Linked DNA regions of Mus musculus: region 1 is linked to region 2. The links are chromatin contacts, called in public ChIA-PET maps. All regions are on one chromosome and are shown on one strand. Each heading gives the region's core, a stretch centred on a gene start, on an enhancer-like site or on the middle of the called end of the contact. The rest is flanking DNA. Distances are from core to core; before and after follow the strand shown.

What was found. ChIA-PET counts read pairs in DNA pulled down with a chosen protein or histone mark.
Region 1: an RNA polymerase II ChIA-PET map of memory CD8 T cells shows a contact between it and region 2, with 27 read pairs. The contact joins two enhancer-like sites. A contact is called at or near these places in 1 of 15 datasets of contacts at CTCF or cohesin (the NIH/3T3 cell line), 5 of 115 datasets of contacts at active chromatin or transcription factors (bone marrow-derived macrophages, cardiomyocytes, memory CD8 T cells and 2 more) and 1 of 9 other capture datasets (adipose tissue).

Annotation. Positions count from the first base shown.
Region 1 is chr17:78,450,138-78,452,855 of GRCm38.p6, forward strand. No RefSeq gene overlaps it. Among named protein-coding and RNA genes, the nearest start is that of Gm32464, 13 kb to the right of the region's middle. Within about 2 kb of position 1,269, at least 32 of the 459 cell types and tissues checked have an H3K27ac peak or open chromatin away from gene starts, as enhancers often do. A contact at or near this core is called in adipose tissue and memory CD8 T cells, where this site is marked.
Region 2 is chr17:78,244,543-78,247,242 of GRCm38.p6, forward strand. All of the region lies in intron 2 of Crim1 (cysteine rich transmembrane BMP regulator 1 (chordin like)), which reads left to right. Among named protein-coding and RNA genes, the nearest start is that of Gm41620, 35 kb to the right of the region's middle. Within about 2 kb of position 1,364, at least 68 of the 459 cell types and tissues checked have an H3K27ac peak or open chromatin away from gene starts, as enhancers often do. A contact at or near this core is called in adipose tissue and memory CD8 T cells, where this site is marked.

The DNA.
Region 1 (2,718 bases), core at 19-2,518, 210 kb after region 2:
GTTTTTAATGTTTTGAGAAGTTCATACGTGCATACGATATATTTTGATTATATTCTGTTAGATCTATTCCCCTTTGCTCCTTCCCAACTTTGTGTCCTTTTGGGTTGTGTGTGGTTTTGTTGTTGTTGTTGTTGTTGTTTGTTTGTTTTGTGACCGGCCTTATCCTATACTCATGAGAATGAGGTCATTCACTGCACTTTGGTTGACCTACCAGGAGTCATACCCTTAAGAAAAAGTGACTGTCCTTCCCTGAGAAGCCCCCAACTGCCAGTGGCTCCTCATCTAGGGGTCAGAGCTCACCGGTCCCTCTCCAACCAAGCTGGAGTATTGACTAGACCAATCTTGCACAGGAAAGTTCTTCTTTCTCTCTTTTTTTTCTGTCCATGTTATTTAAAGAATTGTATTTCTTAAACTAGCCTTGCCAACATAGACACTATATAAAGTTCATGGTTAGCAAAACACCCTGAGCAAAAGCAGCTTAGGAAAGGAACGGGTTTATGTGGCTTACACGGGCTTACACCGGCAGGTCATATGAGAGCGTTCACTGGATTCTGCTTATTTGCTACAACAATCTTCTTACTACACTGATGTAAGTAATTATACCCTTTCCCTATTCCCCTTTCCTGTGCATTGAATCCTCCAACCATCTCTTCCAATAGTTTTATAGCAATCTGAGCCGGTTTTTCCTTTCTTACTCCATAAGAACTTGTCCGTAAGAATCCAACATAATAATTATAAGTGGCAGTTACCATCTATCATCTATTTTGTGTCATCATTATGGAAACCCTAAGCAGCCCAATGGCATCATTTTTTTTTTATCTGAAATGAGAGGTAACTGATACACTGAGGGCTGGGAAGTTTCCTAGAGTTCCATGGCTCCTCAGAACGGAGAGGTTGGTCTTCTCCTAGCTCCAAACTCATAAATGCTCTTCCAACTAGCTCAACTGATATGAAGACAGAAGCAGTGGGGTGGAAGGAGGGAGGGGAGGGAAGAAAAAATACCAGAAAGGAATAAAAAATTAAATTCAGAGAATATTATTTTCACCCTCTTTCTTTGAAACAAAAAATAAGTGTATTCAGACCCATGGAAAGTGTATAACATTGTAATTCATATTATCTGCTTTAGCAGAGACCACAGGGCTGATAGAAACAATTATTGTTTTCATCGTTACAATGTTTTTCTCTGGGTCTATTTAGGAAGTGGTGGAAAGGAGGCAGCTCACCGATCTGTATCCTGAAGTTAGACACTGTTTCCTGTGTCAAGGGCAGGGCAGGCAGCCTGTATCTCAAGGTCAGAGCCTGCCTAAGACTAACCCAAAGGCTCAGCTCCCAGTAGAGGTAAAAGCTAATTCATAAATTCCGTGGCAATAAATCCTGTCTCAGCTTCTAAATAACCCATTCTATTTTCAAGTGAGGTCAAGTTAGGAAGCCGAATCCAGGGACAAGAAAGATCCAATAATGTTCTTGGCTGGAAAGCCTGCCATTCATCAACAGGTCACATGCCTGTCGTGCTCTCCGGCTTACCTCAAGTCATGACCATTTTGGGGAAGGTATGATGTGTGCCGAAAGCCTCAGCATTGCTCCTAAGGCTCTGGTGCCCCCGCCAGGAACTGTGGGCAGCTGATCCTCCATGGAGGTGGCTTCTGCAGGGGCTGCTTCAGCTGCAGCTCAGCGGCTACCAAGAGGCTTTATGCTCGATCATATCTATTGACAAGCTGAAAACTGTCACAAACTGAATGTTTCTTCAAGGTTATTTAAGAGTTGCTACAACTCAGGACTTTGCTTCATGCAACATCTGAGGGACAGGGGTAGCTTTATTCAGTTAGAGAGACCTAGGAAGTAGCTGGTACTTAATGTGCTATGACGTTCTTCCACACTTGAACAATAACTATGCAAGTTTATTCAACTTCAAGGCTCTTACCCAGACCCTAAGCCCCTTCTACGGAGAGCCACACTTGTCCCGCCCCACCACGATTCCCCTGCCTCCAGCATCTGAAACACAAGAATCTGGCAGACAGCGACTGCGTCTCATTTAAGACCAGTTTGCCAAAAAGTAAGAGAAGACTATTTATCAGCTAAAATTATGGGGTGTTGTTCTTCCTCTCTGGTTTTCAAAATTAACATCTACTAATGGACATGCTAATGCTGAAAGGGAGAACCTCACTGGTCCCCACCCCTAGACAAAGAACCATAGCAAATGCCAAGGGAGAACTCAGCTTCCCCAGGAGTAAGGTCCCTAGTAGTTTATCCTGTATCAAGTGGTCCCCGTAGCATCATATACATAGAAGCAGTACTAATGGATTCAGTAGTGTGTGTCTGTGTGTGTGTGTGTGTGTGTGTGTGTGTGTGTGTGTGTGTGTGATAGTCAAAGAAAAAGAGGCCATGAGTTTGAGAGTGGGAAGAACATTCAAGGGTTGAGAGGGAAGGAACGAGAGGAAGGAAGTGATGTCATATACTTTCATTTTAAAAGGGTTCCCAACTCTAAAATATATCCTTTTCTGTGTTTATTTCTTTCTTAACCACTTCAAATATGTTGCATAGTGTTGGTTTTTGTTTTGTAGAAGTTATCTTGACAGCTTTCTCTCCTTGCAAATATAAGACTCTTCACCATTACCCAAAGGTTTTGTTTTTTCTCTCCCTCCCCCTGGGCACCACTATTCTGCTTCCTAGGAGTCTGAGTATTCACACAGTGCCCAGGGAGGCCAGGGAGGGAGTCAG
Region 2 (2,700 bases), core at 114-2,613:
ATGCCTACACACACACACACACACACACACACACACACACACACACATATATGGAGGTGTGTGTGTGGTGTGTGAGTGTGTCTTTAAATGACTTTAACCCCCATTTCATGATAGGAGAAAGAAAACAGAGTCAAAGTAAAATATTTGAAACAGTAGACTTTTAGCTTAGGTTAAGTCAACATTTTAAAACTATATACTATAGGTATAGATTTTTAGAAGAATTATTGTTCAAAACATGTTTGAGTTCATTGCCAATTTGATGGCCTGATAAGCGGCACAGGAAAAACAGAAAGGGCTCCGAGAAGGCGGAAACCAGTGTCAAGTATCTGGGAAATAAAAGCAGGAAGCTCCAGGAACTTGGCCTCAGACCAGTTAGAGAGAACAGTCGCTTGAAAACCACTCACGTTACCTGCATTCTGGCTGGGAGACATCATACAGTGACCTACCCTTCTGGGAGTTGTGGGTTCTCCTGCTCTTCAAGGAGATAGGAGGAAGTCCTGATTAAAGATGTTGTATCCCTTGCTAAGAGAAGCGTGGTAGGTAGGTAAAGAGGGAAGTTTTCTTCCACTGCACTGGGAATGACCACAGGAAGGACTTAGTGTCATGTGAACTTTCATTTTAACATTCGAGCAGTGCTTCCCAGGCACGTTCCATAGGCAAGGACTCTTTTGAGGTCCTGTGCCATTCAATGATTCTTCCCTTTCTTTTGTTCGGTCTTAACCTCTTTAAGAACATACACAACTACATTTTCCAGTCCTCTCTTATGTCCTAAGATGTGCTCAATTCTACCAACTCCCTGCCCATCCTTGTCTAACCCTCGTGTTAAAGCAACACTGGGCGTAGCAGAGAAGGTTTTTGCTTCACATGTAATATGTCTTATTTTAAAATGAACACACTGTGCGTTTTAAGAATACATCAGTTATTGTTGCTAAAAGACGAAATGCATCCTGGCCTCAAGCTAGGGAAGGGGTGCTCTTTCAGAACCAGCTTTCAACTTTCTGTTTGTACCTCCAGGAAGTGCTAACCAGATGCTGATCTAATGCCTGGCTTCAGCAGGTTTAGGGTTTTTTTTTCTCCCCTGAGTGGCTCTGGGCAGCCCCTCCTGTGTGTGTGGTTTCTAACTTGGCTGGAGATGACCTCTCAGGTTTTCCCAGGGTTCAGCGTGGGCTCTGTCACACGTTGCTGCTGAGTGGCTGCCTGGCCCAGCTGTGTCCAGCTGAACCCTAGCCCTACACACACACGCACACACACACAAAAAAAAAAAAAAACATTTTCTTCTATAGAATCCCAGCCCTCTGAGTGGCCACAGGGACAGCTAGGTGACATGAGCACTTGCTGAGATTCCCCCAGAGGGAAGTGGGAGGTGGTTCTTCAGTGCCTGAGAACAGACCGGCTGCTCTGAGCTGGGTCATCTCCACCAACCAGAGGGTGTGGACCATCCCAGGTTTCCTGAGCCACTCGCCGTTCAAATGTGTGCCCCATTCGTTAGTGTCATTCTTATTCCCAGGCCATTATCTGGTACCGTGGACACTTCACCCAAGTCAGGTGAAGTGTCCACAGTCTTTTTACTAGAGAGAGGAGGGGAGTCTATGAGAGGAAGCTCAAGCATGATTTTATGAGCACAGTGGCTTTAATGTGAATCTGCCTTCTGTCAAAAGCTGATGGTTTCAAGTGTCCGTATGGCCTGTCAGGGTAGGGAAGGATTTTTTGGTAGACTTATTTTATGCTTTTCCAGGCTTGCAGTATTGCATGTTTATTAGTATCTTGGTTAAGAGGTCATCTGGGAGGAACAGTTCCTTAAATATAGGTTTTCTTTCTCCTTCTCCTCTCCTCTCCCCTCCCTCCTTCTTTCCTTCCCTCCTTCCTTTTGTTCCTACTTTTTTTTTTTTGGAATGAAAATGGAAAGATCTTTGTGAATGAAAGGGACAAAGTTGAATGCATACAACTCCACACAGATGTGCCCCCCTCAGCTCCCAGTAAGAAGCTAGTTTCTCCCACTTGCAGCTGAAAGTCACCAGGATCAACCTTCTGTGGAGCGTGAGGGTGACTTCGTTCGTCCTTTTCCAGGATTGATCATCCCATCGTGTTCTTTCCAGGCTTGTGTTCGCCTCAGAACCCCAGCCTCACGTTTCGCTTTTTTTTAATACACTTTCTTACCATCTAGGAAGATGTTCACCCAGGCAGTGACATACTCAGGACAGCCAGATGCAAATGGAATGGCGCTGAGCGTGGGAGCTGAGGGAGATAGACATTCATGAGCAACAAAAATCAATTGGACGGAGTTTTAATTAGTTGCAAAGCCCTTCTGTGACTCATAGACAGGCTGTTTACCTCTAGATCTGATGTCTCTGTTCCTTGTGAAATGTGCGACTTTCTCAAGAAAGTCATTTCAGGGTTCATTAACATTCAACCTTTGGTTTAAAAAAGTTTAGAAATGTCCTACTCATAAAATTTGACACATCCCCTAGTACTTATTGACTGCTGCCACGCATAGGGTAGTAGCCTGGGCACTCAGATAATCTCTTTGGGTATGGGGTTCCTCTTGTAATGGTGTATGGGCGCTAAGACAAGAAGAGCAGCCCACATAAGCTGCTCCTGCTGCTGGAGTCCTGGGCATTGTCTTTTCTATGGCACCTTCCTGCTTTTGATTTGTGACCCCTGTTGCTCAGTGTTTTTTGCATCAGGAGGAAGTGATGCAGT